3 separate regions of the Mus musculus genome follow, and all the other regions are linked to region 1. A link is a contact called in public Hi-C and promoter capture Hi-C data. All regions are on one chromosome and are shown on one strand. Each heading gives the region's core, a stretch centred on a gene start, on an enhancer-like site or on the middle of the called end of the contact. The rest is flanking DNA. Distances are from core to core; before and after follow the strand shown.

Region 1 (4,029 bases), core at 850-3,349:
TTAAGGCTGTGTTCAGAACAGGAAGGGAGGACAGCAGTGCTGACGAGCATAGGTTTCATGTCTGGGATAGTCACACAATTCTGAGTCTACAATGTATGTATATTTCATGTATGTGAATAACGAGGAAAGCTATTATTTGAAAAGCCTTTGTGAAATGCAGTATAACTTATGATTAAATAACCAACAGATCTTTAAGAAACTGTTTGAAGAAGGTTTACAAATTCAGAAACAAAGACTACGAGACCTAAGAAACTACGCCAAAGAGAAACGCAACGAAGAAAAGAGACAGCACCAGAATGAGCTGGACTCGATGGAGAACCACTATAAGGACCAGGTGGGCTTGATGCCAAGCACCTGTCAGCTTGGCTTAGGTCATGGCTGGCTACTATGCAATCAGCACAGCTTTGCAGCAGTGATTGTTTCTAAGGCAAATTTAAGACAGTATTTAAAACAGTATCCCGTGTATGTTGTCCTATTTCCATTTTGATTTAAGATGGAGTATAAGAATAATTGCATTGTGATGGAATATTTGTCTTTTCTTCCCCACAGTTTTCATTGCTAGCAGAAGCCATCTCACAGGAACGTCAAGAACTCAAAGTGAGACAGAAATTCCAGGCTCAGGTAATAATGGACAGGACAGGAATTAGGAGGGAAACAGAAAATGTTATTGTAACTTCAAAAGAACAGAGAGAATACAAAGAGAATGCATCTCTGCTTCCAAGTACCTGATGGGCTGATGTTAGCAGCTCTGGTCTTGGAAGGGAGCCAACAAATCACAGCTCTCTGGAGGAACCGGCTGGGAGCGGGCAGATGGGGGGCTCGGGGCTGAGAATAGAGGGGCCTGGACTAAGAGTCACAAGCTTCAGACTGACTTAGTTCTCTTTCAGACATTACATAAGGTGAAGAGGGAGCTGAGAGCTAAAATGGAGAAGGAGATTCAGCAACTGCAGCACATGATAACGCAGAACGACGATGATGCTTTCTTCCGGGAGCTAGAAGCTGAGCGCTTCAAAGCTCGGCTGCAGTTGGCTTCCTTCCAGTACAGTAAAAATCCTTTCCCAAGAGGCCAAACTTCATAGGTGAAGTTTCTAGACACCTTAATATGAACAGAGCTAGACCTGAGCCAGTAAACAGTCTAAACCAGAATATGCCTTATTTATGTATTCATGTTAAAATTTAGAATTATTTTAAATAAAAACTTTCTCTTAAAGCTTACTGCTTTTGAATTTATAACCTAAAACCTGAGAAAAGGGAATAAAGGCATTTAGCTCTGTTAAAGCTGTTAGCAAGTCCTGCCAGCCCACTTGTGAAGCATGTTGATAGAGGTCAATAAAAGTTATTGACTGTGTATGAACTCCAGGACCTAACAGCATCAAACAGGCTGTGGATGAAGCCAATAATGGCTACTGTTTTGGAGTTCAGGAGCTATGTAGTCTTAAGTCCCTCATCTACCATTTGGGAGCTGACTTCCATTTCCCTAGCTGTATCTACTTCCTGGCTAGAAGATGAGGTCATCTCTGTTCAGGATGACTGCAGGCATCCGAGTGCTGGGATTACAGACTTGCACCACTATACCTTTCAGGAAGATTACCTTTTATATAGCCTTTTAACTATAACTAGACAAAGCAGTTTAGAGTGTTAACATAAAAGGGTACTACCCTCTGGTGTACTTCCATCTATCCTATAACTAGTCTCTTGACTTCATGCTACTGAAAAAGCCCGCCAGATAGGTGCTGACACGAGAGCAGCACTGGAGTGCGGCTCCCTGAAAGTCTCTGTGCCAGCAGCTCTTCACCACGGCAGTCACCTGTCAAGATGCATGAGCAAGCCATGGAGGGGTCTGTTGTCCTCCCTCATCCTTCTAGAAAAGAACTAGAGGAAGCAGCTACAGAACACTGTCAGGACCTGTCTTACACTCTGCTGTCTGCTCGTTTCCAGCTCTTCTAAGCTGTTGCAGCCTCTGCTGTACTGATTCACAGACCACACGTTATGGTGAAGAAAGAACCCACATGCATGTCTTCCCTATCTGTGTATGTAGCTGTACTCCCATCGACTGGCATTCACAGAGCCGTAACTTCTCCTTTTCATTTGCAAGACTTGACTGTTTAACACCAAGGCATGCTGGCAAAGGTTAGGCCATCTGCCGGCCACAGTGCTGCCCTCCAGACCGCAGACAGACCTGATTGTAGATTTTTTTTCTCTCAGAAGTCCCACCACCTCATGGCCCCCAACAACGATGGGAAGTCTCAGCTGCCATGATAGAGAACTGCCCCGCTTCCAGCCGGCCCCACCTCAGGGCAGCCGGGTGCCAGCCTCTAAGCCTGGAGGAAAGCAGCAGTCTTTCCAACTCAAGGCTCCCCGCTATCGCCTGTGAAAAGCCAAACATGGTTTTCAAAACAAGTAAAAACTCAGTATTCTTACAAACCTCGCTGCTGTGACAGTGCAAACAGCATTCATTTTATTGCTCAGCTTCGGCATGGGCACATACATACATACGTACATAGTTAATTTTTAAAAACCATTTATACAGATGTTATTGATAAAGCTCATGTAACAAATGAGTGAAATTACAAAGAATATCAAGGCTAAAACATTCTGTAATAAATACAATGGAAATGATAAAACTTTGCTTTTAAAGTCAGTTTAGAGAAAAGGAGAATATTACATAAAGTGAACTAATTACATCTAGAATCAGCAACTCAGCATTTGGTACAATCATCATCCTAGTGTGAGAACATTAACCACCACACGTGGCCCCGACCGTAAGCTGCAGCTGAAGGGCGAGGCTGTGCTGCTGACCCTGCAGGCACTGGAAGCGGCTAACACCCACCAGTGCCATCTGTCCGATGCACTGCAAGCTCAGGGCAGATTTAGTGTTGTCTAGGAAAGCAAATTATAGTGGATTTAGGAGAAGAGAAATTTGTGCTCTGGCCTGTAAATGTGAGTGGGGTGGGGAGAGCACTGTAAAATACAGAGCAACAAACTGCAAAACAAATGTACAGGATACACAGCACTGCTTTAAAACTTTGTGCCAGAAAATAGTGGCCTCTTACTGCATGTGAGCACAGGGAACCATTGGTCAGAATGAAGCTTTCCTGATGGAACAGAGCGCCTGGAGGCAGGCGACGTGGGGACAGATAAATATTCACATTAAACACAAGGCAAGTCCAGGTTCTGTGACACTGGGGATTTTTGTTTGCTTAGCACCTATTTGGAAGTAATCAGGTAATGTAATTTTGAAATCGAAATCTAAACCATGTTTTTGATGTCTGTGCTATTGAAGACCGTTACATAGGGCAGTTTCCTCTAAAGCTCTGTCAAGTCACTGTAATAAAGTTAAAAGGCACTCAGAAAGCAGTGGGATTTGCCTGTGTTACACTGCATGGAAAACCACTGAAAGCAGCGTCTCCTTAGCACTGCATCCCTGTCCTCTGAGACAGGGTCTCAAGGAAGCCTCAATCCACTGTGTAGGTGAGACTGGCCTTGGCATGCTGACGCTTCTGCCTCTGCCTCCCCAGTGACAGGATCACGGGTGTCGGCCACCAGGCTGAGTTACACTTCCTGTCAAGTGCTCCTCATGGCCCTGTGCCAAGCTCAGCAAAATCTGCTATTCTTCTTTCACATCCATGTTTAAAAATAATAGTGCATTGTTCTGATGGTTGAATTTTAAAATCCAATGTGATTTTTTTTTAAATGGTTGCAACCCCTCACCCCAGAATTTTTGTTACCTTCTAGATCACAGGATGGGCCACACACCTTGAAAGCGTAACCTCCACACTTGAAGTCAGCAGTGTGGCAGCCTGGCCTCCAGTCCCTCACTTCATGAACTCTTTAGTTCTAGAGTAAATTATACGACTGCCTTAGAGTCACTCTTATGTGAGGCAAGGTCTGCTGTGTCGCTCAGGCTGGCCTCAAACTTGAACTGGCCCTTCTGCCTTAGCTTCCCAGGAGCCAGGATCACGGGCATGGTCAGCCCAGCTGACGTCATGCATGTATGACATTCTTGGCCCACCATGCCCACTACCACCT
Region 2 (4,029 bases), core at 497-2,996, 220 kb after region 1:
TCCCATCCTCCAGAGTAGACCAAAATGCCATAGTCTTTTGTTTGTTTTTCGTTGCGACAGGGTCTTGCTATGTAGACCAGCCTGGCCTGAGCCTCTCTGTATAGACCAGGCTGGTCTCAAACTCACAAATTTCCTCTGACTACCGTGCCTAGCGTAACTGTAATGTTGTAGTCTTGACTTTGTAGGAACAGTATCTTTTATCTGAAGGAACAACTTACTATGACCACTCCACTGGCCGATCCTTCAGTAGGGCAGGATCGTGTTTGAAGAGTGACTTAGTTCAGCACACTGAACACCGGTGCTTACCTGCTGGCCTTGAATCCTTTTAGTTTCTGTACAAAGAATGATTCAAGAACTTCTGCACACTGGTAAAAAGGGGTGTCACGGGGATTGTAATAACGGCAGTTATCAAAAATTTTGGTCATATCTGCCACGAACTCTGTCAGCTTTTCATAATACCGTTTTTGTATTCTTTCTTCCATGGTGGCAAGGTCTTAAAAACACAAAACAAAATATTTTCAAAGCTTTAAGGTCTTTCCCAGTGTGATCAGGGCCTGCAGCTCTCATGAACTCAACATGTGTTATGTTGAATCTTTCTGAATCTGATTCTCCATGTCTGGAGGCTAGCTTGCCATTCATGAGAAATGTTCTGTTTTGGGTTCTAAGACAGTAATCCTGGCTGCTGCTAAGAAGGCTCTTTCATATTTAATTAACCACACAGAACAATATCCATTATTCAACTGCTTTACAGTAAAGAAAACTATGCCAATTGGTTTTATGCATATAAAAGTATTTTTTTGTTGTTTTGTTTTGTTGTTGTTTTGAGAGACAAGGTCTCTCTATATAGCTCTGGCTATCCTAAAACTCACTCAGTAAAATAAACCAGGCTGGCCTACAACTCCCAGAGATCTGCCTGCCTGTGTTCCAAATGCTGGGATTAAAGGGATGCACCACCATACCCAGCAGAAATTGTCTTTATCTTTGAAAGTAGACTAAAATAACAAACACAAATCACTATGCATACTAAGGTTAATTACAATTCAGGGTTATGAATACCACCACCACCACCACCACCACCACCAGCAGCATGTCATGGCCTTTAGTAACACCCTGCTACCTGCCTCAAAGCGACCCACCAGTTTTGTTTGTTTTCCAGATAGGGTTTCTCTGTATAGCCCTGGCTATCCTAGAATTTACTCTATAGACCAGGCTAGCTTCAAAGATCTGCCTTCTTCTGTCTCCCACCATTTTAAAGTTAGTCCACACCATGGAGACAATTTAATGCATATTTATGAACTTTTAGCAAATATACAACTGTCTGGGAATTGTGTATACCAATATTGCCTGTGCCCAAGAGGCTGAGGCAGGAGAATTATATGTTCTGGGCATCCAAGACTACAGAGTGTGACCCTATTTCAAAACAATAGGGAGTGGGGCATGACTAGAAAATAATGTTTATAGTTTAAAGCCCAGAGATAAATGGGTAACTTTAACTTTTTCCCATGGTGTCTTGTAGCTCTGTATGCCCTGGACATGTCTACAGAGGAGGCACATTGTTCCTGTGGTAACAAAGGGAAAGACACAGGAAAGTACCCTAGCTCTTTGAAAAAACTAGGAGCAGTGGCTCACACCTGCCAGGCCTGCATGCTTCGGTCTGAGGAAGAGGACTGCTGGAGTGGTGGATGACAGCCAAGATGGACTACAGAATGAACTCTGTGTGCCAAACACCGCGAGACAAAAATAATTTAAAAAGTTGAAGTTGGCTAATAAATTAAGAAACACTCAATTTCTTAATCCCATGGATGTGTACTGAGCAGGAGGCAGTGGTGAGAAAGGAGTCAGTCAGACCTCTGGTATAGATGATGCTAACCACCATGTATCTGGGTGCTGGGAACTGAAGCCTGCTCTGTGGGCAGAGCCTCAGCTGTCCTACCTGTTGGGCAATCTCTCTAGCTCCAGTAAATTCAACTTCTAGACCACACAAAGTCATCATTATCCAAAGAGACTAACGCAGCGGCTATCCTGGGTCTCAAGTGTACAATGCACTCCACCTCTCAGCCCTGGGATGGATCTCACCGAGTCCTCCTTTCCTTCTTCTCTGTGTTCTCTCCTCTTTAAGAATACTTTAACAATACAATTCTTCTAACAGCTATGAAGGGACTGCTCCACACGTTTGGAAGTCTTTTTGCTTTGGTTTTGGAACTTCTCCAGTATTCTGAAACATGACCTCATGTAGCTGCCACTCTTGGTACCTTCAGGGACAGCTGCTCTACCAGTGTTTTCTCTCCTGGAGAAAGAAGGGTCTCCATTGCATCAGGCTGGGTTCACTGACTGCACTCACTGTCTGTACAGCTGCACAGGTCTCTACTCATACACATTCTGACGCAGAGGCTCCTGGGCCGACAGCTTGTTCATTTCCAGTGTTTAGCCACCATAAACACTGTTGAGGAATATACACTTGTCCCATTAAGCTGCTGGCTCAAAGGCATGCATATGTAAATTTAATAGATATTCCCAGATGGTGGTGCCTTCCTCTAACCTCAGCATTGGGAGGTGCACTCCAGGGTCGAGTCAGCCTGGACTAAGTACCTAGGAAACCCAGCTTCAAAAGACACATCAAGTAAGCATCCCAACTGACTGACACAGTTACACCGTTGCCTGCACGTCCAAGATACTCTCCCTCATCAGCTTCATGGTGAGAGATCAATGTCCAAGACTTGTGAAACTCGTCTTCCTATTTAGTGCAAGCACTTACCCATTGGCTCTTTAATAACACCGTAATAATCCGGTGCATCATTGGGGTCTACCGGTTCAAGGAAAGGCCACGCCATCTTGTGGGCCTACAACAGAGAGCAAGTGTCATGGCTGTCAGTAGAAACACTAACAAACATATACAGACACCAGAAACACACAGTGTGTGTAAATATGTATGTATGTATGCATGCATGTATGTATGTATATATTAAATATAATATATATACTGCTATTATTCAGTTGCCTCACTGGATCAACAAACCTTGAAAATTCAAGTGAGCTTTACATTAGAGAAATGAAATTATCCACACAAGGTGATTTGGGTGATAGTCAGAGATTTTCTTTCTTTTTTCTTTTAAAAAAATTATTTATTTATATTTTATTTTATTTTATTTATTTTATGTATATGAGTACACTGTAGCTGTACAGATGGTTGTGAGCCTTCATGTGGTTGTTGGGAATCGAATTTAGGATCTCTGCTCTTTCCGGTCGGCCCCGCTCGCTCCAGAAGAGGGCATCAGATCTCATTGCAGGTGGGAGACAGCCAAGTGTGCTAACATAACGTCCTATATTGACACCCATCTCCATTACTCCCAATCTTCCCACTAGTGAGAAAATAACCAGACTTGATCAAACGGCTTTCTCATCTATGCCTACGTGATATACTTTTCTTCAAGAAATAAACTGAAAGGAAAGCAAATGGTGAGCACTCTTCAGTGTCAGGTAAGCAACAGTGGAGATGGCGCCTGTCTGTCAGTGTGTGATGAGCAACTGCGGAAGTGGCACTTTCAGTAAACTTCATGTCACCGGCACGTGCAGAGGTGCCCTTTGTCCAGCCCCTCCCTCTGGGGGCTGGGAGACAGCCAAGTACGCTCACTGGAGAATGGGAGGGTCAAACCTGCGTCCACAGTGAGGCAGCTGAGCTTCACCGTCAGATGCAGCGGTCAGCAGCCTCTCACCTGTAAGGAGCGCAGCACCCTCTTCAAGCCCTCATAATCTTTCTCTGTCAGTGGTGTGAGCACTGTCATGGCGTCCTCTGTCGACTGGCACTGTGGACAGACATACTCATCAATGAGATCTGCCTCACTTTGCAAGATGCCAACACAGCGCCCGTGGTACCAATTCTGACACCGATCACAGCCAATATAAAATCTGCAAGATCCAAAATGGAAATGTGAGGCCAAAGGACTGGCTGCTTCTGCTCAGACTTTGCTTTTACCCATCATGCAACTGAACACAGGCTAACCCCTGGGGTATAAGGTAATTTTAGCATTA
Region 3 (4,029 bases), core at 735-3,234, 140 kb after region 1:
AAGGAGAAGGAGAAGGAGAAGGAGAAGGAGAAGAAGAAGAAGAAGAAGAAGAAGAAGAAGAAGAAGAAGAAGAAGAAGAAGAAGAAGAAGAAGAAGAAGAAGAAGAAGAAGAAGTTGTTATTTTAACTGGAGCAGTGCTGGCCCACTGTGTAGACAGGATCAGGGGGAGACTCCCAGACCAGGCAGCTACTTCCTCTAAAAGCTGATACTGTGGCCTCTCCTTGGTCCCCACTCAGTAACTCCATCTTCCCTTAGTTCTGAAGCCCTGTCAAGTGCCCACCCAGCATCCCTCCCTACTCCATCTTGCTCCTAAATGCCTAGCTGCTAAAGAAAGGGAGCACTGGAGTCCTTCACTCCTGCTAGAGTGATTTAAAGGGCTTCCCAAGATGCAGAGCTGCCGTTCATTCCACAGTCTCACCCGATCTAATGGATGGTTTTCCTTGACTGACCTTCGGGCTTCCTTTTTGGTTTTCATGTAGTCCAGGCTGGTCTCAGATTCATAATGTAGCTGAAGATGGCCTGTAATTTCTGATCCTCCTGCCTCTACTTCTCAAGTCCTGGGACTCCAGGTGTGCACTACCACACCTAACTTATGCATTGGCAGGGATCGAACCTAGGACTCTGTGTGTGCTCAGCTAACCCACTGAGCTGCATCCCCAGGCCCCAACCTCATGTATTTTGTTCTAGTGATGGAAAGGTGACCACTGGTTTGCAGTATTCTTATTGTTTGTGGTACTAGGATGTGAGCCAGGGACTCACACATGGTAGGCAAATGCTCTACTATTGAGCTCCGTTCGCAGCCCTCTTTTTATTTTTATATTATTTTATTTGTTGATGGGGTTTTTTTTGTTTGTTTTTTATAAATTGGAGGGAGGGGAAGAGCGTGTATGTATCCTGTTGTAAATGTGGAGGTCAGAAGACAACTTTGGGGAATTGGTTCTCTCATTTCACCATATGGGGTCTAGGGGTCAAATCATGTCTTCAGGCTTGGCACTTTACCCACTGAGCCAGCTCACTTGCCCTTATTTACTGACAGGGTCTCACTATATAATCCAAACTGGTCTGGGTACATAATTTAGAATAGCTTCAAACATGTGATCCTCCTGCCTCAGCCTCGCAAGTGTTACCTTTGTCTCCGTGTGTTTTCACACACCCTACATCTGAGCCCACCAGCAGGTCCTATGACCTCTCTAATCTGCCTATCACTCTCACTGCCACCACCAGTGGCCCAAGCCACCAATCTCTCCCTGGACTGGTCTCCCTGATTCCACATCCTGTCCTCACCATCTTCGGGTAACTGTCACTCCAGCTCTCCAAGAATCCCTTTACGGACATCTCAATTAAAAGCCAGTGCTTTCCTTTCCCGTGCAGTGTAGAGTAAAAGCCAAAGTCCACGCTACCATAGAGAAGCCTCTCTGGTTTTAATTCCTGCATCTTCCCCCTCCTCACACACTCTATTCAGCTCCCTATCCTTTCTCTTATTCGCCAACCTGTCCACACATGAACATCCGCAACCCCAGGGCCTTTGCATGTACTCTTTCCCTTTCCCAGAAGACTCTTGGCCTCCCCCCCACCCCAATTCCCTCTCTCCTCTTCTCCAAATGTTTGCTCAAAATTCCCTTTGCAGCAAAAGCTTCCTCGGCCACCCCATTTAATAATTTATACTTCCCTCATACCCAGAATTCATATTCCCCCCCCCCAGCTTTGTCCTCTCTACTTAGCATTTATCACTATTTTGCATGCTATAATGTTTTACATTTCTGTTTAGATTCCCAATTGTCCCTCCCAGTGGGACATAGTCGCTATGAGGACATTGGTGGATAGGCTTTGTTTACTGCCATAGCCCAGCATCTTGAACAGGGCCCGGAACATAGTAGTTATTTAACAAATATTTATTAAGTCAGTGAATGAATGGACCCTTGCCCTAGATCTTTTCCTGATTATCTGTGCCCAAGAAGCCAGTGATCAATAATGGTTGCTAAGCACCTGCCAAAGGTCAGAGTTGCAGATGAAACTATGTTCCTCTGCGCTCTCCCACGGTGGGTGCAGGGACCTGGGAAGGGCGGAGAGCTGCGATAGATATCTCTGACAGGGAAGGAAGATGGGATTCAGTACTAGAAATAAGAGGAAGGATGTCTCCGCCCGTCTGCTCCGAGGCTGAGCCCTGCCTGGCAGGCTGCCTGCTCCCAGAAACAGGAAGTATCCAGAGGGGAAGTGACTGCAGACTCAGAGAGGGATGAAATTCCCTGTGCCTGAGACAGAACACTTGAAGCTAGTCACTCTGGAGTCTTCCAAGAGTCCATGCCTGGGGGATGAGTAAAATCCATTCCACGGTGCCTCCGTGACTCATTTTGGACGGCAAGCGATCTGCAGCTTCAAGTCAGGGCGAGCAGGTGCTTCCTCTTCTGGGGTCCCCAGCTGGGGTGACTGGATGCTGAACCAGGGAGGGTGGGTGGTACCATTGGACTGCTTCTGTGCCAGCATCTCCCAGAGTGGAAAGTGTGCCCCTCAAGAGGCAGGTAGGAATTGGTGCTCCATGGACCATAGCTTCTAGAAACAGCTATGCAAGAAAGTATTCCTGAGATTAAGATCTAAAGATCAGTCTTGGCTTCCTTGACTCCAGGCCAGAGGTAAACAACCTACAAAGCCATTACGTCTTTGCAAACCTACCTTCTATTTGTTTAGCTATGTGTCTAGAGACAGAATAAAAACACCCTGATAAAAACAACTTGAGAGAGAAAAGGTCCACTTTAGCTCACGGTTCCAGGCTACCGTCCATCATGGCTGCAGGAGTTTGAGGAAACCAGCCCACAGATCTATAGTCGGAAGAGTAGTAGAAAATACAAGCATGCCTATACTCAGCTTGCTTCCTCTTCTTATACAGTTCAGAATGCCCTGTCTAGGGAATGGTTCCACCCACAGTGGATCTCCTCGCCTCAATTAATATTATCAAGGGACTAGAGAGATCTCAGCCATTAAGGGCACTTGATGCTCTTAAAGAGGACCCAGCTTTGATTTCTAGCACCCATACAGTGGCTCTCTGCTCCATTTCCAGTGGATCTGCTGTTGTTCTGCCTTGCTTGGCTCTGAACTGTTGACCGAAGGGCTATAAGGTCATAAAACACATACCAGGAAACCTGTGGTGAAAAAATAAGTTGGTTGTTTAAGGACAGCACAGAAAACACAGTGCTCAGGTGGAAACAGGCAGAGACATCAATTCATTTCCAGAAGAACAGAAAACCACCCTGTGTAACCACACTGATCTACCTACAGACAAGCCCTGGGCTTTATGTTTATGATGAAGCGCAGTGGGCAGCTCAAAGCGAGGATGTTATTATGAGCATTTAAATCATGCTAATAAAAGCTGCAGTTGTTTTTAATCCCTTCCTGAAAACCAAAGCAAGCCATCTTTAAGCCTGCCCTTTGATAAGAGTTTAAAGATAGCAGGAGGTGTCATTCCCACGTGTGGCTTCTAGCTCGCTTATTTACAGAGCAGAGCTCATGCGTTAAGAATTTCCAAGGCTTGGGGCTGGAGAGATGGCTCAGCAGTTGAGAGTACTGGCTGCTCTTCCAGAGGACCTGGATTCAATTCCCAGCACCCACATGGCAGCTCACAATTGTCTATAATTCCAGTTCCAGGGGATCTGACACCCTCACACAAACATAAATCCAGGCAAAACACCAAAGCATATAAATAAACAAATAAATCATAAATTAAAAAGTGTTGGGGTTTTTTTGTTGTTTGTTTGTTTGTTTTGCCTAAGCATTTGGCCTTGAATATCTTTGCAGTGGTCATTGTATCTATCTCTGTGTACCCTGTGTGCTTCCTGTCAGGGAATTAGGGGCTCCTCCTCTGCAGTGGAAGTAGCCCAGAGTGGCGGTAACCATAGAGACCCCTAGGGCCAAAGCAGGCATCGCCCTTCATGCTCTAGACATGCTGAGCAAGCCTGTCCTAACCAGGCTAGTGCGTCATAATCAGCACAAACTGATCCATCTTACAGTCCCAGAGCCCAGCTCAATGGGTAGAGT

What was found. A called contact is a pair of places that touch in the nucleus more often than the background predicts. Capture Hi-C pulls out chosen DNA fragments and counts their contacts.
Region 2: a promoter capture Hi-C map of adipose tissue shows a contact between it and region 1. The contact joins two enhancer-like sites. A contact is called at or near these places in 10 of 39 promoter capture datasets (the C10 cell line, the HPC-7 cell line, cranial neural crest and 7 more), 1 of 484 Hi-C or Micro-C datasets (nephron progenitors) and 3 of 9 other capture datasets (adipose tissue, liver and pancreatic islet).
Region 3: a contact with region 1 is called in a Hi-C map of bone marrow-derived macrophages, with 33 read pairs. The contact joins two enhancer-like sites. A contact is called at or near these places in 4 of 39 promoter capture datasets (the C10 cell line, cranial neural crest, embryonic stem cells and 1 more), 3 of 484 Hi-C or Micro-C datasets (bone marrow-derived macrophages, embryonic stem cells and extraembryonic ectoderm), 1 of 115 datasets of contacts at active chromatin or transcription factors (acute myeloid leukemia) and 3 of 9 other capture datasets (adipose tissue, liver and pancreatic islet).

What each region holds. Positions count from the first base shown.
Region 1 is chr11:106,817,647-106,821,675 of GRCm38.p6, forward strand. It overlaps Cep95 (centrosomal protein 95), which reads left to right. Exons shown (of 20, transcript NM_177088.3): 18 at 188-334; 19 at 550-621; 20 at 888-1,215. The coding sequence ends at 1,079. It overlaps Smurf2 (SMAD specific E3 ubiquitin protein ligase 2), which reads right to left. Exons shown (of 19, transcript NM_025481.3): 19 at 2,415-4,029. Among named protein-coding and RNA genes, the nearest start is that of Cep95, 30 kb to the left of the region's middle. Within about 2 kb of position 2,100, at least 78 of the 459 cell types and tissues checked have an H3K27ac peak or open chromatin away from gene starts, as enhancers often do. A contact at or near this core is called in adipose tissue, bone marrow-derived macrophages and pancreatic islet, where this site is marked.
Region 2 is chr11:107,039,920-107,043,948 of GRCm38.p6, forward strand. Bptf (bromodomain PHD finger transcription factor) reads right to left here. Exons shown (of 28, transcript NM_176850.3): 25 at 3,714-3,906; 26 at 2,756-2,840; 27 at 307-493. Among named protein-coding and RNA genes, the nearest start is that of 1810010H24Rik, 16 kb to the left of the region's middle. Within about 2 kb of position 1,747, at least 8 of the 459 cell types and tissues checked have an H3K27ac peak or open chromatin away from gene starts, as enhancers often do. A contact at or near this core is called in adipose tissue, where this site is marked.
Region 3 is chr11:106,955,382-106,959,410 of GRCm38.p6, forward strand. No RefSeq gene overlaps it. Among named protein-coding and RNA genes, the nearest start is that of Smurf2, 37 kb to the left of the region's middle. Within about 2 kb of position 1,985, at least 106 of the 459 cell types and tissues checked have an H3K27ac peak or open chromatin away from gene starts, as enhancers often do. A contact at or near this core is called in adipose tissue, bone marrow-derived macrophages and pancreatic islet, where this site is marked.